Linked DNA regions of Mus musculus: region 1 is linked to region 2. Evidence: chromatin contacts called from public promoter capture Hi-C data. All regions are on one chromosome and are shown on one strand. The core of a region is the stretch at or near the end of the contact, and the rest is flanking DNA. Distances in the headings are between cores, read along the strand shown.

Region 1 (4,958 bases), core at 2,105-4,604, 180 kb after region 2:
AGGGAATGGCTGTCACCGAGCCCGTGTCTCCACTCTTCTTCCTCTTATACCTGGACAGGCAGACAAGCTCCTCGGTACTGCAGATTCACCACAGCAACAGACACTGCCTTGATGGTACTCAGGATTCGAGCTAGAGGTGCAGCCTCGGCAGGGAGCAGCTTGCTGAGCTCTGGAGAGCAGGCGTTCATTCTAGGCTAGCTCTGTCTTACTAGCCCAGCCCAGGAGCCTGTGTGGCCCTGCTGGCATATGAAGGCACACTATTGTCCCCTTAATGGCTAGGAAAGGGAAGGGCTGTCCCATTACCTGAAGCTGGAATGGCACTTATAATGTGGTCAGCCTCCAGACTGCTGTCCCCTAGAGACACCTGAGTGAGAAGAAAACTTGAAAGACGGTGTTATGAGGACTTTGTGGGGAAGGTGAGATTTGCTGCCTCGGTTTCAGAGGTACTCAAGAGGTAGGAAAGACTGGGTGCTGACCCAGGATGAAGGATATGAGTGACAAGATCACTTCAAAAACCAAGAAACCCTCTGTGTAATCCAGAAAGTGGGCCAGTTCGCCTGCTCTGGAATGTTCAGTGAAGGTGGGTGGCTCTGTCCCTGTCACGTCGAAAGCACTACTTCCGCTCACAGGCTTTACCTAAGGACATTCTGAGGAAGGTTCACAAATAGAGCCTAGCAACCTGAGGTAGCCAGTATCTACAGAGCTTCCCTAAGGCAGGAAAACAGTACGTCCAATGCTAAGGGTTTAACCTGACCTGGTCAGCCACTCTGACAAAGATGGTGCCATAGTCTGTGGATGTGTGCGCGTGAGTGGTGAGTGTGAGCACCTGTGGAGGTCAGGCCCTCTGCAAAGGCAGTACGTGCTCGCAACTGCTGAGCTCTTCCTTCAGCTTTCTCTCTTCCCAGAGGAAGACATTTATGGACAAAAAGGTATCATTGACCTAGGAGGCAGACCCATCTGAGGAATACCGCAGGGCTTAGCAAAGACTTTATGAGTCTTGTGACTGATGTGTGTGCAGCCATGGCAGCTCGCAGGCGACAGAGTATTAGAACGGTGGCTGTCTGAGGAAATGGTATCATGATGTTTTAAAAGCTTGGACGAAACTTAAAGAAATGGATGTTGAGCAAAGAAGCCCCCCTCCTCCCCCCGAAGGCCTATTTTGCTATAAAATCAGGTCGTGTACATTTGCATATGAAACTTTTTGCCAGGTGAAATTTTGCAATCCCCGATATAACAACAATAAAAGCAGTAACACTGACGTAGGTTCGCTACACTCCAGAGGTTCTCCTACCTTCCAGCGCCCTTCTGGCTGAAGGCTGAGCCCACAGACTGGCTGCCCACTGAGGACAGTGACCCCTTTACTTGCTAGGTGATTGTGAAGAGCCTGGGGCAACACCTCCAGCCCTCCACGGAGTGACCACTGGCTCCATCGCTCAGCCCGGGCCTGACGAATTAGTGAGGAATCCGGCTGGGGACTCTGTCCTAAAAGGAGGGGTGGGTGGGTAAAAGATTAAACTAGTACCCCTTGTACACAGTACCTCAGTTTGTCCTCAGGCTTTTTTTTTTCACCCTCTGAACCAATCAATGCTGCCCCTCACCTGCGCCCAGCAGCAGCCCCAGCAATATGGACCGGTGGGTTTGTTCAGCTTGGAAGAGACTGGGAAAGCAGGACCGGATGCTGAGCTCCCGGCTGTTGCCAGCAAATACTCCTCGGCAAAGACTGTCCATGGCTAAAGATGCCACCTTAAGAGTAAGACTGGGACTGAGGGACCAAGGAATAAGCCACCCTGACTGATTTCCATTGGCCCTGCTTGTGAGAGACTAAGGGAAGGAGAGAGTTTGGGTTGGAGATGTTCCCACTGTAACAAAAGGATGGGAAGGAAAGGAAGGCATTTATTCCCAACACTGGGTTTTGGAGATTCCAGCAATAGATAGTGGACATTCCTAAATGATTCAAGAGTCCCCGGGGTTAAGTCTGAGTTAGAGACTCAGCAACAGGAGGGGAAGAGGTTTGAGACCACCTCTGAGCAATGTCACCTCAGGTCCAAGGCGGCGCTGGGCAAAACTGTGCACAGTTTCATCAGGCTCTTTGCCCCTGGGCTTCAGCAACTCCCTCAGCCCAGCCCAAAACAGAGGTTTTGAGAAGGGGGGTGAAGGACGGAGTAGCCCCCTGCATGGAGGAAGGCATGGTTGAAAAGAAAACTCCCAGATTCACCTTTCAGAGGGTTCTTTTCAGCCATTAGACCCCCTGTGGCTGGAAGGCCTGACAGGGAGCGAAAGGGGGGTGTGTGTAATAGTGAGGTGTTACCTGAGGCCGGAGGGTAGAGGGTGCAGGGTACCGCCTACATACAGGAACCTGTTCTGGGCAGCTGGGTGATCCCCTCGGACAGGCAAGACTTCAGACTCCAAGCCAAGTTCAGAAACCTGTTCTCCACAAGCCCTCAGGAAGAGGAGAAACTAAGGAAAAACTGACCCAACGTTTTTCCTCTCTGCAACTCCGTCCCTTTGGAGAACTCTCCTCCACTACCTGTCCTACACATTCCACAAGACGCTCACCAGGAGCAGGGTCCGGGCTCCCAGGGCTCCAGCCGGCCTAATCCCTCGAGGTCCAAGTTCAAAGATCGCACCATCTGATCCTCGGATTGAGCGGATCCATCCTCCCAAACGCTTGCTGCCCTCCACTAAGATCACCTGGCGCCAAAAGTGAAGCACTGTCGCCACAGGGCAAAGGGACTGGGGGTCGGGGGAAGTGCATATTTCACGGAACAAAAATCTATGCAGCTTTTGCTAGAAATATCAAGAGTATTAAATGAGTCTTTCTCTGGTACTAGTGGGGACTCACCTTAGGAGGACTGGGGCCTCGGATCAGATGATAACTTGCGGCCAATCCACTGATACCTCCGCCAAGTACTATCACAGTCCGGCCCATCGTAAGGCCTGGGAAAAGGTCGAGATACCCCAGGAGAACGGGGCAGGGGAGCACTCTGTTTTACAACTGCAGAAACCCCCACTGGTCCCATACCCCACTTCTGGACACTTACTGATTTATGAGCAACTAATGCAGGGCGCGCGTGTACGTGCTGGTGGAAGAGTAAGGTCTTCGTTCTGAAGCCAGAACTTACCCACGAGATAGGGGGAACCCGAGAAAGTGAGTGACTGATAGAGGCCCTAGGAGCAGTCCATCCTGTCCGTGTGCAGATAAGGGCCACGCCCACGCTATCTCCCCAGCACAAACCCTTCGGAGGCCAGAATTCTACAGCACTCGGTTTTTCCAGCCTCAGGGGTGAGCAGGTTCAAGTCTGGTATCCCCGCCCCTAACTTTTAGGGTCCCTCCGACTCTCCGTCGATTCCTTTCTGGCGGCCTGCGTGACTGCGTTTCACTTTCTTGCTTCTTGATTGGAGGGTCTTGGAGTGCGGGTTCTGGATTGGTGAGCTCTGGATACATTCACCAATGAAAACACCATATTGGCAGTGACGCTACCAGAGGAGCAACAGCCGCTTTCGGAGTCAGTTCCGTGGAGCGGGTTAACCTGTTCGTGTCCTAATCGGAGTTAGTTGCAGTAACCGGCACTGCCTTCCCCAGGGACAGGACAGCGAAATCCTTGAGCATTCCCCAGCTCAAGCTTCCCAGGTCTGTGGTGAAAACCCTGGAGGTGGGAGAGCCCCACGAGCTTTAGTTAGGGAGAAAGAGAGAGACACTTGGAGGCCAGTCCGTGGGGAGAAGGCTCCATAAACAGCTCCTTGATGTTAGCAACAGACAGGGCCTACGGGAGCAAGGGCCGCCCGGCAACGGTACCAGTGTTTGTCAACAGGGGTTCTTGGATGCCTTGCCCTCGAGGGGCAGTACCCCTCTCAGGAAAAACCGGCGTGCCAATGCCTGCACTCTAGTTTCAGGCTTTCCCGCAACTTCACAGGTCTCAGGGTTTGTCTGCCTAGTTCCACTAAACTCAGTGTTTGGGTCCAAGGCTGGGGCCAGCTCAATCCCTGTTCTTTTCCTTCTGTTGTGAGAGCGCCCCCACCTGTCCAGAGACAGAATTGGGGCCCAGAAAGGCTCCAATTGAACCAAAATTCTAGATATCCATTCCCTCTTATCCACAAATACAAACATGAACATCACTTTTTTCTTAATAAATTTATTCACAAAAAAGTGAGATTGCAGAGGTTCTGGGGGCTGTACATGGTCAAGGGTCTGGTGGTTTCTGTACATGGGACAGGAAAACAAGGCGGAAGGGTACTTCTTAATAAAAAAAATAACGGGAGCTACAACCAACCCTCCTCCCCTCCCCGATTAAAAAGACACAAAAATAGACGTCTGTGAGGTAACTGGGGGCTTAAGGGTGTTGGGAAGGTTTTCACAGGTGCCAGGGCTTCAAGATGGTGTCACAGGCACCGAAGTGGTTCCTGCATCAATTGGTAGAACAGCACGTAGCCCTCACTGGATGCCACCTGATTTTCACTGACAGGGGAAACGCTGAGAAGAGAAACGGGACACGGCTGTGGTCAGTGGTCATTCTTGTAGATTCCCCCTCCATCCCACAAGACTCAGAGTAGCCAGGTGGAGATCAGGAGAGACTCTCCACCTATCCTTTGTCAGGAACTTATCTTTTCGGAGCTGGGGGGGGGGCGGTGGGAGGGGGCAGGAGTTGAACAAGAGGCTATTCTCACCGGGAGTCATTGTAGACATGCCAACCAGTCTGGCACCGGCACAGGGCTGTGTAGTGGCCATAGTGGACACTACCCGAGTGGTTGCAAAGGGCATACAGCTGGTAGACAGGGCTTCCTGCGGGTTAAATAACATCAGTTTCCACACCCAGTTGTGTCTCCCTCCTGAAGATTCTTTAGGAGGTTCCCTGCCAGACTCACCCGCTTTGTCGCTGGCAAAGTCCCCTAGGCTTAGTCTCTGCAGTGGGAAGTCTACACCTACTGAACTTTTCTTGATGGAGCCTCGGGAGGTGGAA
Region 2 (5,320 bases), core at 2,177-4,676:
TGTAAACATTCGTATAGAATCCTTCATCACGTGTCCTTTCACAGGCTCACTTTAGCAGAACGTCCTTTGACCTGTGTCTGCTTCATCGAAATGAGTGTGCTTTAGTGAGACACCCTTGCACTTATGTCTGCTTCAGGAAAACACTCCTTCATGTGTTTGCCCCAGCAAAACACCAGTCAACACAACTGGCTTTCCAAAGAAGTTTCCACTTCACCCTTGCTAGTTGCCTGGAAGGCAATCTTCTCCTGTTTGCCTTTGGAACAAGATGTAGAACTCTCAGCTCCTCCTGCACAATGCCTGCTTGGATGCTGCCATGCTTCCTGCCATGATGATAATGGACTGAAACTCAGAACCTGTAAGCCAACCCCAATTAAATGTTGACCTGCGTAAGAGTTGCCCTTAGCCTGGCAGTGGTGGCGCACACTTTTAATCCCAGCACTTGGGAAGCAGAGGCAGGAGGATTTCTGAGTTCCAGGCCAGCCTGGCCTACAGAGTGAGTTCCAGGACAGCCAGGGCTACACAGAAAAACCCTGTCTCGAAAAAAAAACAAAAGAAAAATTAAAAAAAAAAAAAAAAAGAGTTGCCCTTAGTCATGGTGTCTCTTCACAGCAATAAAACCCTAACTAAGAAAAAGCATATCAGAAACTTACCAGCATTTGGCTCTCTGGTAATTTTTTAAGGATCTGTTGCTCAACACAAATTTTACCATGCTTTGCCTTTGAGTAACTCCAACAGAGACCTTACCTGTTTACTTGCTCCTGATTGTTCTGTACTTTATAAACCCTACTTACATGTCCTTCAGAGTCTTTTAGATTTGTCAGACCTTCTACCGCCCGAGGTCCACGCCCCACTAAAATGTCAGCAAAGGCCACTAAAGTCCCACAAACTCTTCTGATTTCTCCGTTGAATCAACTTCTTTTTTGACTCTCCTAAAGACAATAGGATCTGGCCTGATGGACTGGACATTAAATGTCATCTTATACCTACCCTTCAGTTATACCGGTCTTTTCCTTTAGTGTCTTTCAGATCTCAGGTGGTGATAAGCACTGGTCCTTAATAGCTTATCTAATTGAAAGGCCCCAACTAAACCTGAAAAACTCCATTTTGTAAGCAGGCCTCCATTTTATACACTGGGCCCTGTCCTCGGGTTAAACTCTAATTACTAGAAAAACCACAAACTGTTTCACGAGGGAACCACACTAGACACGGGCCACCAACAGGAAAATACCTAACATTCCAGAGGCTATAGATAAGTAGAGATTGCTTAAAGCAGCTGAAATCACTGTTAGCCAGTCATATGTTTTATTACACATAACAGTGACCACGTGACCTCTTTAGCAACCTGTCCATGTTCTCCAACCTTATGTGTTACTGTAAGGGATTATAAAATTTGGCTTAAATCTTTAACCAGTCTCAGGGAATCTCTACACTCATCTGGAGAACCCCACTAGTTCATCAAGAAGGAACCCCACTTGATACCAGATAGGAGTCAAGAGCCACTCCGAGATTCCATCTGTGGACGTTTGTGGGCACTTTGAAGTGGTCTCACTTGGAGTTTAATAATAAAGACTGGGAGACATCTGTACAGTATAAGCCTGCTAGCCTTTTGGCTGGGGGCAGTCCCTCAGCTAACCATGTAGACTGGACCTAAACCTGGATGCCACGGTGTCTCATCCTCACCGCTTTTTCTGCTCTACCTCATTGCTGGGCTCTGTTCTTCCAGCACCAGCCTCCACTTCTGAAACTCTCTTCTTTCTCATTCTATGAAAGGCTTATTAGCATAGTGGGAGGGGTTCCACGGCTTACCTGCTCTGAACCAATCAGCAGCGTGATGTCCTCCTCTTAGTGCTGCCCTTTGGCCAGATTGAGGGCTTTGTGGCCTCCCTTGGCAGCTTGCTTTTAAACATGATAATCTGAGAGGATTGTGAATCAGTCTGTTTACATCTTTTGGGGTAGGTGAGGAAGCCAAGAACATTTACATATGGAAAGCAGGTCTTGTGGGCATACATACATTTATTGTAGAAATGGCAATACAGGGGCATACATCCATAGCCACCTGACATTATGCGTATGGGGGTAGGTTATCCCAACAATGGACATTCAACTTCTCCATAGGATATCCTTAGTTATGTCTCACTATCTGTAGCAAGACCCATGCAACTACTGCCATAGCAAAAAAGCACACTATTAGCATACATGACGCAAAGACAGCTGGATTACTGCAAATCCCACTCCAATCTGACTGGTGACTCATGGAAGCTACATTCCCTGGAGCTCTCTGCAATGACTTATAGGAAGCTTATATGTTTCAGAAACTGCTCTGTCCACAAGTGTCCCTATTGCTTATATAAGTTCAGGGATAGAGTGGCCTTGTGAACATTGTAAGATTCAGGGACTTCTTGAGACTTATGAGTTGTTTGAATCATTTACTTATTATTTGCTGACTTTTACTGTTTAAAAAGTAAGTTGTGGTGGTACATGCCTTTAATTCCAGCACTGTGGAGGCAGAGGCCAGTGGATCTCTGGTTTCAAGGCTGGCCTGCTCTACAAAGTGAGTTCCAGGGCAGCCAGGGTTGCTCAGAGAAGCCCTGCATCAAAAAAAGAAAAAAAAAAAAAAGCAAGCCCAAATAAATGTATGTGTTGGGGTGTTTATACATGAGTTCAAGGGCACACGGAGGTCAGAAGAGGATGTTGGATCCCCTGGAGCTGGAGTTACAGAAGGTGCGAGCCATCTAATATGGGTGCTAGGAAACTTGGGTTCTCTGCATAAATAATAGATGTTCTTAATCTCCTTGCCATGTCTTTAGTCCTCATTTCCTACATTTTAATTAACTAAAAAAGAAATAAAAAGGAAAGGAAAGGACATGACTTCCATGGTTTTGGAGAAAGTTTATTTTAGATAGAGGGAGAGCATGCCCCGGAGAGCTTTGTTAGCATTTCTTCTAGGCTCCACCCAACAGTTACCTAGCAACAGCCAGGTTTGAGCCTGGCCGGCTATAAAAGGTTTGTTTAGTCACCTCCACTTTCTCTCTCTCTCTCTCTCTCTCTCTCTCTCTCTCTCTCTCTCTCTCTCTTCCCCCGCCCCTTCTCTATCCCCTTGTGCCAGGAGGCATTTGTGAACCCCAGACCACCAAAGAGCCATCTCTGATATAATAGCATTAGGGTCTCTTTACTACAAGCTCAGGCTTGGACTCTCCTCCAGCCCAACCCTGACACAGCAGGATGGGGAGGGAAGGCGGAGCAGAACAAGTATTTATAGGAAAATGGGAGCGAGTGAAGGGGTGAGGGGGGGGGCGGTCCAGTCTGGCAAGGCATCTAATAGAATGACTACAAGCCAACAAGTGAGTGCTCTGAAGCAAGACGATAAACAGTCGCAAAGGTCTGAAAGTACATCTGAAACAATCAGACTGATCTTTGACTAACTGTTGCTAGGAAGTAGCTAGGGAGTAACTCTGTCAAGGACAAGCCCTGAGGTCCTTTCTGCTACTTGGGTGCAACTTGGGTTCCGCTGCAGGTCAAGTTCTCAGGATTTTTTTTTTTTTTTCCTTTAAGATGGAGGTCAGTCCCAAGATGGAGTAGGTTTGGCCTCTCACTCTCTCTTTCTCTGCCTCTACTCCGTTCTCAACCCCCCTTCTCTGCTGCCCCAAAATAAACTTCATTTTATACTAGACCCATAATATGGCTGGTACCTGGGGGGTGGGGTGGGGTTCCTCCGCATGGTATGGCACACCCCCTCCCCAGCATCATGCCACATTAGAAAACATATCAAGTATAGATATGCAGAAGAACATAGTTACATAGTTACACAGAATAGTACAGCCAGGGGCAGATATATCTGGGAAAGTCCAGAGTGGTCATGACCTTGAACCTTGTGGAGAGAGGGGGAGAAGAGTGAGAGAGGGGAACCAGGTGTTTGGTTTTGGGAAAAGGGACTGAGCACATATTTTAAATATCAAAGCAGACCTGGCCTCCAGGTTCTCCCAGCATTCCTTAGTCCCTACCTAACAAACCCTGTCCCCAACCTTGAATTTTCCAGCCCTGGGGCTGGACTGCTCTCCCCCTGCCCCCAGAGGTTCTTTCCTATATAATCCAGACATGTTGCTCTCTCTCTCTCTCTCTCTCTCTCTCTCTCTCTCTCTCTCTCTCTCTCTCTCTCTCTCTCTCCTCTTTTCTTTCTGTACACATGCTTTTTTTCTCTTTCTCCCTCCTCTCTCTCTCTCTCCCTTCCCCATGGTGACTTCCCTGGCTTCAGTCCCCGGGGGCAGTGAGCTCGACTTTCTGAGAGCGGTTTTCTAATAAGCTTGCAGTTAATGTGATTAAATTGGCTCAGTTCAACAGCAGTGGACAAATCACCTATCACCAAGAATGTCAGCCAGAAGACCAGAAGTACAAAAGGAGCAAAAGAGAGGCAGAAGGAAGGGCAGAGAGAGTAGATAAGCAATGTCTGGATCAGATAAGGGGAAGGACAGCCTAGCCCCTGAGACTGAAGGATGCTGGGAACGCCTGGGGGCCAGGCCTGCTTTGATAAGTTAAACTGACACCTCAGCTGCTGGTCTCAGGTTTGAAACTTAACATTTTCTATCTGTGACAGAAGTGCTTCACTTTGCTAGTGGGATAATGTATGCCTGTTGTCCCAGCACTCAGGAGGCTCAATTGGAAGAATCACTTGAGCTGATAAGTTCAAGACCACCTTAGGAACCCAGCAAAATCTATCTCAAAATACAATGCAGGTCATGATGACACACCTCTTGAGAAACAGCACCAAGAGCCAGCCGGAGCTACACAGTTAGTTATTATCTTTTTAAAAAAGAAAGAAAGAAAGAAAGAAAACCCAAACAGCAACACAAAGAAAAAGGGAAGAAAAGAGCAAGTGTAAGAATTAAACAATGACCTCACAAATGCAGGCATATGCTGTGTGTATTCTCTACCTTAGGAACACTGAAATTGTGTAGACTCAATTCTGCAGACTATTAGTTTTCATAGGAAGGCATGGAGGGGATTAAACATTCTACAAGGCAGATTGACCAATTGTGGCATCATGGTTGTAGGGAGATGGGATGTTGCAAACTCAGCCAAATTATTTTGGGCTGTCTTTGGTCTCCTTAATAGCCATTCATTGCTCACTTCTGTATCGGACCTTGTAAGACCCCAACTCAATGTGTTTCTTAGACCCCTAGAAACGAAGCCCAGCATGGAGTTCTTTGTTCTTTCGCCTGCAGCCTGAGAGAATGATGACCACTGGGTGACCCACCCAGGTGCCTGACCCATAGTGTAAGGGACCAAGAATGTTTGCCAAAGATAGCCTGTAACCTTTCCGTGA

What was found. Promoter capture Hi-C pulls out the DNA fragments that hold promoters and counts their contacts.
Region 1: a promoter capture Hi-C map of embryonic stem cells shows a contact between it and region 2, with 6 times the contacts expected there. The contact joins the promoter of Ppox here to the enhancer-like site in region 2. A contact is called at or near these places in 12 of 39 promoter capture datasets (the C10 cell line, the HPC-7 cell line, cranial neural crest and 8 more), 2 of 15 datasets of contacts at CTCF or cohesin (CD8 T cells and the NIH/3T3 cell line), 3 of 484 Hi-C or Micro-C datasets (B cells, CD8 central memory T cells and bone marrow-derived macrophages), 24 of 115 datasets of contacts at active chromatin or transcription factors (the HPC-7 cell line, the NIH/3T3 cell line, the SCID.adh cell line and 18 more) and 3 of 9 other capture datasets (adipose tissue, liver and pancreatic islet).

The regions. Positions count from the first base shown.
Region 1 is chr1:171,277,832-171,282,789 of GRCm38.p6, forward strand. It overlaps Ppox (protoporphyrinogen oxidase), which reads right to left and starts at 3,355. Exons shown (of 13, transcript NM_008911.2): 1 at 3,042-3,355; 2 at 2,843-2,937; 3 at 2,557-2,691; 4 at 2,309-2,424; 5 at 2,038-2,170; 6 at 1,599-1,743; 7 at 1,292-1,482; 8 at 304-364; 9 at 51-169. The coding sequence starts at 2,929. It overlaps Usp21 (ubiquitin specific peptidase 21), which reads right to left. Exons shown (of 13, transcript NM_013919.4): 11 at 4,864-4,958; 12 at 4,666-4,780; 13 at 4,118-4,471. The coding sequence ends at 4,381.
Region 2 is chr1:171,093,340-171,098,659 of GRCm38.p6, forward strand. No RefSeq gene overlaps it. Among named protein-coding and RNA genes, the nearest start is that of n-TLcag9, 5.9 kb to the right of the region's middle. Within about 2 kb of position 3,427, at least 40 of the 459 cell types and tissues checked have an H3K27ac peak or open chromatin away from gene starts, as enhancers often do. A contact at or near this core is called in the HPC-7 cell line, embryonic stem cells, pancreatic islet and 1 more, where this site is marked.